Linked DNA regions of Lactuca sativa: region 2 is linked to region 1. Evidence: chromatin contacts called from public Hi-C data. All regions are on one chromosome and are shown on one strand. Each heading gives the region's core, a stretch centred on a gene start, on an enhancer-like site or on the middle of the called end of the contact. The rest is flanking DNA. Distances are from core to core; before and after follow the strand shown. Region 1 holds the start of LOC111919884 (protein IQ-DOMAIN 19). Region 2 holds the start of LOC111886626.

Region 1 (3,916 bases), core at 1,038-3,537:
TTTCCAAACTAGTCAACTCGATAATGTACATGTATATCTAGTTATCAGCTTCTTTTATTTTGCATTTCAATAAACGTAACATATTTTTATTACCTTGATACATCATTGATCATTCATCTAGTTTTTTCTTTTTTGAAATACCAAACGTTTAAATGTATACAATATCAGAATCCTTATCTTAAACATATACATCCCTAGTTAATTTTGGCTACTGAGGTAGATGTCTATAGGAGTAAATTTACATTTTTTTGTCCAACCCAAAAAGGTGGAACAATGGGGGATAGGGACACGCTCTTGATCTCTCATTTGTGAAAAAAAGACATAAATACCCTCCTCATCCCCATCATCGAAAATAGCCCTAGAAAGCTCATCTAGTCCTGTTCTTGTGTTTGTTACATGAGACAGTACTAAACTAGACAAGCTTTCTAGGGTTATTTTCGATGATGGGGATGAGGAGGGTATTTATGTCTTTTTTTCACAAATGAGATATCAAGAGTGTCCCTATACCCCCTTGTTCCACCTTTTTGGGTTGGACAAAAAAATGTAATTTTTACTCCCATTGACATCGGTCTCACTCCTAGTCCAATACACCCCAAACACAGTACAGTTTGTTATCTCATTCGTATCAAACGGGGCCCACTTGAACATTATGTCATACAATCTTACTTTTTTTTTTTTTTTTTTTTAATATTTATAATGATTCAGCCTCGTGTGACCCCTGTTGATGAATATGGTGCACTGATATATGCTGGAAGGTGGGGAATCCATGGTGCTTCACTTCCAGGTAGGGTCACATTTGCACCTGGAAATGTTGGATTTGCAACTTTTGGTGCTCCTAGACCAATGGAGGTTAGTGCCAAGTCTATATAGATATAATTTTAAATTCTAAGTTTTAACCATGCATTTTTTTTAATAATAAAAAATGGTTGCACTTTTGTTGTGTGTAGACTCAAATTATTAGTGATGATACATGGAAGCTAGTGGACAAAATTTGGGACACGAAGGTTGAGGAAATTAGAGAAGGGGCAAAAAGGGAAATTGAAGCAGAAAATGAGAAGCCACAGGTTTTGATGGCAAGCCATTTTCTATGATTCTTGTTGCCTCTTTGGTGGTGAGTGTGTCTACTTGTTGGTAAATATATAGTTTCTAAAAACTAAAAAGCACTAAATGTTGCTAGGCAATTAAAGGGCTTCATTTTTTAATGGACAAAATACAGAAAAGGCGCTTGTATTTTGAATACAGTATTTTTTTTAATAAAGTAACATTGGATACAATCTAAAAATGTGTTCACTTGATTTTTTTGGCAGCAAATTACAACTTATGTGGAATCTAGATGCATTCATTTTCTTGATCATAGATCCATTCACTCCAAAGATTTACTGGATCTTGATTTCATGGGTCATTGGAAGATCATGTTATCACACACTAAAAAAAAACTTGATTGCATGCAACCATGGAGCATGAAGATGTTCTCAGATATAATTACAGTGAAAATGTATCAGTTTGTAAGAGGCCTAAGTTTATTCCAAGGGCATAAATGGGATTTCACATCTGTTTTGGATGGTAGCGGTAGAAAAAGGTTATGTAGTGCTAGTATGCAAATCACAGGGAGAGCTTGTATCTATATATATATAGTGAAATATGCTTGCCACACTTTTTGGAGGATAATATTTGCTTTGTTTTTTCTTAGGTTCATGTCTTTTGAGGGTGATAATAGATCGAATAAAAAAGAAATGAAAATTAAGGATTTTTAAAGACTATAGAAATCATATTGTATTATATTTCATATTAAAGATTAAAGATTATATATATATATATATTTCTAAATGACATACTTAAATGATTGATTATACATTAAAAGTTTAAATAAACCAAACGAATTACAAGAATTCATTAAAATTCTGTTTTTTAAAATTTTAAAAGAAGACAAATTTGAAATAAAAAAATAACACTTCAGGTTCAAAATTGGTGAAGAAAATCCCGTAACAAGAACCAGTTGTTTGACCCAGTTTGGTTGTGCGTGTGTATGTGGCAAGGTCAAGTGATAAGTGTTTGTCAAAGTGTCATTTGGCATAAGTAGAGCAGTCGATGCAGGCCTTAGCGTTTTTTCTTCTATTTCTTGTCAAAATAGTCAACTGAACACCCAACTCAGAAATATATATATATATATATATATATATATATATATATATATATATATATATATATATATATATATATATATATATATATATATATATATATATATATATCACACCATGAATCTATATTGACAACCTCTATTGATATGGGTAAGGCAGGTAGATGGATCAAAAACTTGTTAGGCAAAAAGGAGGAGAAAATCAACAAGAAAGAAGGTGGCCCCACATCTCCACCATGCACCACCGCCATTATTCCAGCAACTCCATCACCTTCTCACCGGAGGAGATGGAGCTTTAGGAAATCAAATAACAAAGAAATAGTAGTCAATCACAAGAGTTGCCGATCATTTGACTCCATCATCACCTCCCAGTTAGTTTCACAAGCTTTGTTCGACTATGCGATTCAGCAGCAAAACTACACCACCATGTTGGTGGTGCCGCCTCCCAAAGCCGCCACATATGGACTCCCTCGTGTGGTTTTAGCTGCAGCTGCAACAAGAATTCAAGCGGCTTTCCGTTCATATTTGGTACCCCCCCCCCTTTTTTTACTATCTTCACAAAAACAGGTAGTTCGGGTCAAAGCAGATTGGTAGATGTAGTCAGAGTTTCATTTCCAATGTAGATTGGGCTTTTAAATTTTAAGTCACCTGACTATGATTTATATCTCATATGATACTTTTGGGAGGGTGTTTTATGGGCCAGTTTAGAAGTTGCTAAAAGAATAACCTTTTTCCAGGATCTTCTTGTTATAAAGTATTTATTTAGGACATCCTTAATGAATCTAACATTGGTTGTACGTAGGCACGAAGGGCGTTGTGTGCTTTACGTGGATTAGTGAAGCTACAAGCTTTGGTGAGGGGACACTTGGTGCGTAAGCGAACCACAACCATGGTTAGATGCATGAAGGCACTTGTCTCTATTCAAGTTAGAGCTCGATATCAAAGAATTCAAATGGTTGAGGATGTGGAATCACAATCCCATCTTCATGCCACAAGTAGAAGAGGATTTGTGATAGCTCATGAACGTCGTCTCAGTGCACCACAATTCGTAAACTCTCATTCTTATTATAGCAATGTCATCTAAATACAAAATCAATTTCAAAAGCTATAACATGTTAAAATTTTCAATGAGTTACAAAACTACAACTATGTGTACAAAGTTGCTCTATAAGGCATAAAATTTGACCACATCTGTATTTTGACCGACGGTTGTAAAAAAGGATAGGGCAAATTCAATTAGCTACATAATATACTAATTACTAAGAAATATTGTATTATTTCTTTAGGATCACAATGACAATATCGGACAATTCGAAAGCAAGACAAGCGGCTTTATAACTTATCGACAGTCATCACGCAGATTCTCAATAGATTCATTGCCATGGAAACAAGAAAATTCACCCAGACTGCAAAATAAGCCAGTAAACGCGGCTTATTCTACAGTGTCACAAATGGGATCACAATCACATCACGATGAACCCAATTACATGACCCGAACAAAGTCTTCAAGAGCAAAAACACGGTCACAAAGCGAACCAAGACAACGACCCACAAAACAAAAACGCGAAAATAGACAAAATTCATCATCAAATGAAGCTCTTGGTTCAAAGGTGGTTCGAACCCACAACCATCAAAAGGTGCACTCGGGTTGTGTGGCTAAGGCTCATCGGTCATCAAAATCGATCAATGATTCTGAATTCGACTCAGCAAGTACTTGTACTAATGGCTCATCTTATTGTATAACTCAGGTTAGTACATCAAACATCTGGGCACAAT
Region 2 (4,041 bases), core at 172-2,671, 310 kb after region 1:
TTTGAGAAATCCATTGAGTAGTCTGGGAGAGGTCCCTTTTGGTCCCAATCCCCAAATTGTGGGACCGACATCCATGGTGCATTTTTCTACACCATTTTTAAACAATATTTTTTATGTGTTGGATGCAAGAAATAGCATCCTACTTTCATTGCTTTGTTTATTGTGAAGATGTGAAAGGGCATTTATGTCTTTTTCACAGACAAGAGATGGAGAGTGAACCATGTCCCAACTTTTTAGGAGGGACAAGATTTGCTCTCATTGACAGGTGGGGGCACGAAAACCTTGTAGGGGTAAGCTCATAAAGATCAATAGAGAATCAATATATTGCACAAAAAAAAATTAACTTGAAACTTTGTCAAAAAATATAAATGACTGCAATTTTAATGGACAAATGGAGTTATCTTTTTCCAAATTATGAATCTTTTAAAGAGTGTCATGTATAACAAAAGAAAAAAGTTAGCAAAATTTGCATCTTATGTTGTGGAAATTGTATATTGTACAGTTGTGATCCAAATAAAATTTTGTTAGTGGATGTCATGATCATATCTTTCCTTAAGTCAAAGATGAATATCATTATGATTTGATTGTTCAAAGTTCAAATAGAATCTATGTTCCTAAACAGTCTAAAGTTGCCACCCCCAATTATGGATAACGAAACGCGAATCATAACAAGCGTGGTAGCCAGTATGCTCAAAACAGCCCCCATCCCTGCCCTACTAAGGCCTAAAATTTTTGACCTAATTATCGTTTTACGATGGAATTTTACCAGTCATATCAAATGCAAACGCCTCGAAACCTAAATTTCACATCCTTACTCTTGAACAGAGATAGGAGCTACTTGTTCAGCTAAACAAACGAAATTGAAAGATCAAACCCTATCGATGTTCAAACAACATCATTTTCTCAACTTTCTACAAACGAAACAAAGAAGAATTACAGAAAAATCAACTTAAATTGAGCTATCTACCGCTATATTCTCATATAGAAGTAACAAGAAGCCAGGGAGAACGTGAACAGTGATAGAGAAAGAGATAAACATACCTCGCCCTTGCGATTTTCCATGTCAATCAGATCTTATCAAACGTACACCAAACAGAACGATCTAAACTCACTTGTTGATTATGCTAAGAACTACAAGAAAACAATCCACAAGGTGTCTCAAGCACAAACACACAAATTCAGCAAATAATAAAGATTGGTAGATATCATTGTGTTCTGTGTGAGAGAGAAAGGAGAAGATGGAGAGAGAGAAAGATGAACTTACAGCAAGACGACAGCTTCAATAAAGCGAAATGAACAGAGTTGTGTGTGTAGCTTTACAACAATCAATTCAGAATACCTTCGTTAGTCAGTTTATCGTTGTGTTATTTATAGTTGATTCATTGAGACTTTGGACACGTTAGAGATGTTTAATTACGATGGTTGCCATTGGTGCCTCACGCGCTTCGAACACTGAGCCAATCGAGGTTTCACTGGCTTCCCGTGATCTGCTTTCCTGGGTCTCCGATGCCCACTTTCTCGAACCACGTTTCCATGCTGCACCCTTCTTAAAATGTGCAAGTCAATGATGGCGTGTACTCTTATAATATGTCTGGAAGATCTTTCATTAGATAACTATTACATTTCATTGTTATTACATTTCATTGATACAGTGGTTTTTTAAATGTTTTGTAAGGGTAAACGGTATCATACCGTTTTCACCAATGGCCAGCTAGATTTTTTACCAATTTTGCAACTTTTAAAATTGGGAAGGATGTGGGCTTTTTTTTCACCGCCGGTAAAACCCACAAAAAACTCACACATATTTAAATTTTGCCATCGGTGAACTTCCATCTCCGACACATTACTGTGGGTAAAACAAAAGGAAGGTGGTGGTGTTCACCAGCGGTAAAAAATGTCACAGAGATGTATGACACCGTTCAACCTAATGGGTATGAATAGCCTAACTTTTTTCTTAGGTTTTGTAAAGATAAAGTGACCTAATGAGTTTTCTTATAACAACGGAAATTTTACAAAATCCAACAAAAAAGCTAGCAAGGTACACTAGAAGTTCAAGCACTAATTGGACAAGAACATCAAGAATTCCAATTAAGGTTTGATAACCCAAAACAGAGTCTTTCTATTGCACTCCCACCCCAAAAGCAATCAAGAAAGATATTACCAAGCAAAGTTGAAACTCTAAGGTTGCGTTTAGTTGCAGAAAAATAAGTCGTTATTCGGAAAAAAAAATTCAAGAAAAATGAGAATTTTGAAAACGCGTTTAGTTCGTCTATTTTTCTAAATTTTTCACGGAAAATGAAAATTTTCCGTTTTCTGAAGTTACAAAGAAATTGAAAATTTTTGGAAAACTGATAATCATTGTTTTTTTCCTCATTTTTCCAAAATTTTTGAAAAACTAATAATCATTGTTTTTTCCTCTAATTCCAAAATTTTTTCAAAAATATAATCATTGTTCTTTCCTCATTTTTCTAAAATTTTCACAGAAAATGAAAATTTTCCGTTTTCTAAAGTTACAAAGAAATTGAAATTTTTTGGAAAACTGATAATCATTGTTTTTTCCTCATTTTTCCAAAATTTTTAGAAAACTGATAATCATTGTTTTTTCCTCTAATTCCAAAATTTTTCCAAAAATATAAATACACACTCACCCACACCCCATCCACCTTTACATACCCTCACCTTAACACCCCCAACCCACCATACCCCTACCTACCTACACCCATCCACTCCCAAGCCCACCACCACCCACCCACCCACACATACACACACACCCACACCCACAAACATAAACACCCCTACAAACACACACACACACACACTTCCCCACCCCTACCCCCACAAACACACACACAACCTACACTTACCCCCACCCTCACAAACACACACACACATACCCACCCACCCCCACAAAAACATACACACCCCCCCACCCCCACACACACCCACAAACATAGACACACATTCCCACCCAACACCACTATCATAATCATCGATCTATCATCACCATCACTACCCCATCACCACCACCACCGCCGCCGTCGCCACCGCCATCACCATCACTACCACAATTTCCGCCATCACCACCGCCTATCATCACCACTACAGTCGTCGACCCGCTACCGTCGTCGCCCCACCCCCACCCTACCACTACTTTTGTTTTCTGAAAATAAAAACCGATAGAAAAATACACATCTAAACACGTTTTCTCATTTTCTAAAACTGTAAATGAAAAATGAATAAGTTTTAACTAAACGCGTTTTTTAAATTTTCCAATGAAAATGAAAACGGGAAAAGAAAACTGAAAAGGAAAAACGAAAAAACAGAAAATGAAAACTGTTTTTTCGTAACTAAATGCAACCTAAGGGTACGTTTGGTTGTAGAAAATTGTTTCCATTTTCTAAGAAAATGTTTTAAGAAAATAGAGTTGAGTTTTCATTTTCAGTTTTCAATGAAAATTTTAGAAAACATGTTTGGTTGGAAGCGGTGAAGTTCTCATTTTCAATTTTAGAACTTTGGAAAACTGTAAAACTCGCTTTTTCTAATTTACATACAATTTGGAAAACTAAAAATTTTCAATTCTTAGAAAACTTTGGAACTAAACGAACCAAACACGTATTCCAAATTTACATTTTTCTTGGAAAATTTTCCTGAAAAACTGGAAAATTTTCTACAACCGAACACATCCTAAGGGTTGCACCTTTAAAAGGAGAGGATGAGAGGGTGGATAAAGAAATTAGGTATGTCTTAGACTTGTCTCCCAAGGGGTTTCTTTGCCTTATATAGTGCACAAAACCTAGAGATTAACTTTTTCTTCAAGTTTGTTTAATTACGGTATCAATACCACCATTAAAACTATTAGGGTTATGCATGGGTTTTGGGCCCAAACCGAAAATGATAGGTTTCCGATTTTCAGAACCCAATATGATCATTTCTGGTCAGTTCGGTTTCTTAGGTTCTGGAGTTGATTTTGACGGTTTTTCGGTTTCTTGGGTTCAACCCATATCATCATAGGTTTGTTTAAGTTTTTTCCAATTTTTAAAG

Evidence for each region. A called contact is a pair of places that touch in the nucleus more often than the background predicts.
Region 2: a contact with region 1 is called in a Hi-C map of leaf, with 5 times the contacts expected there. The contact joins the promoter of LOC111886626 here to the promoter of LOC111919884 in region 1. A contact is called at or near these places in 2 of 4 Hi-C or Micro-C datasets (leaf and seed).

The regions. Positions count from the first base shown.
Region 1 is chr4:288,037,416-288,041,331 of Lsat_Salinas_v11, forward strand. LOC111919884 (protein IQ-DOMAIN 19) reads left to right here and starts at 2,288. Exons shown (of 4, transcript XM_023915440.3): 1 at 2,288-2,668; 2 at 2,943-3,188; 3 at 3,427-3,888. The coding sequence starts at 2,288. LOC111919888 (probable inactive ATP-dependent zinc metalloprotease FTSHI 4, chloroplastic) reads left to right here. Exons shown (of 16, transcript XM_023915447.3): 14 at 706-849; 15 at 948-1,111; 16 at 1,308-1,668. The coding sequence ends at 1,091.
Region 2 is chr4:288,344,029-288,348,069 of Lsat_Salinas_v11, forward strand. It overlaps LOC111886626, which reads right to left and starts at 1,422. Exons shown (of 4, transcript XM_023882887.3): 1 at 1,265-1,422; 2 at 1,042-1,131; 3 at 1-86. The coding sequence starts at 1,062.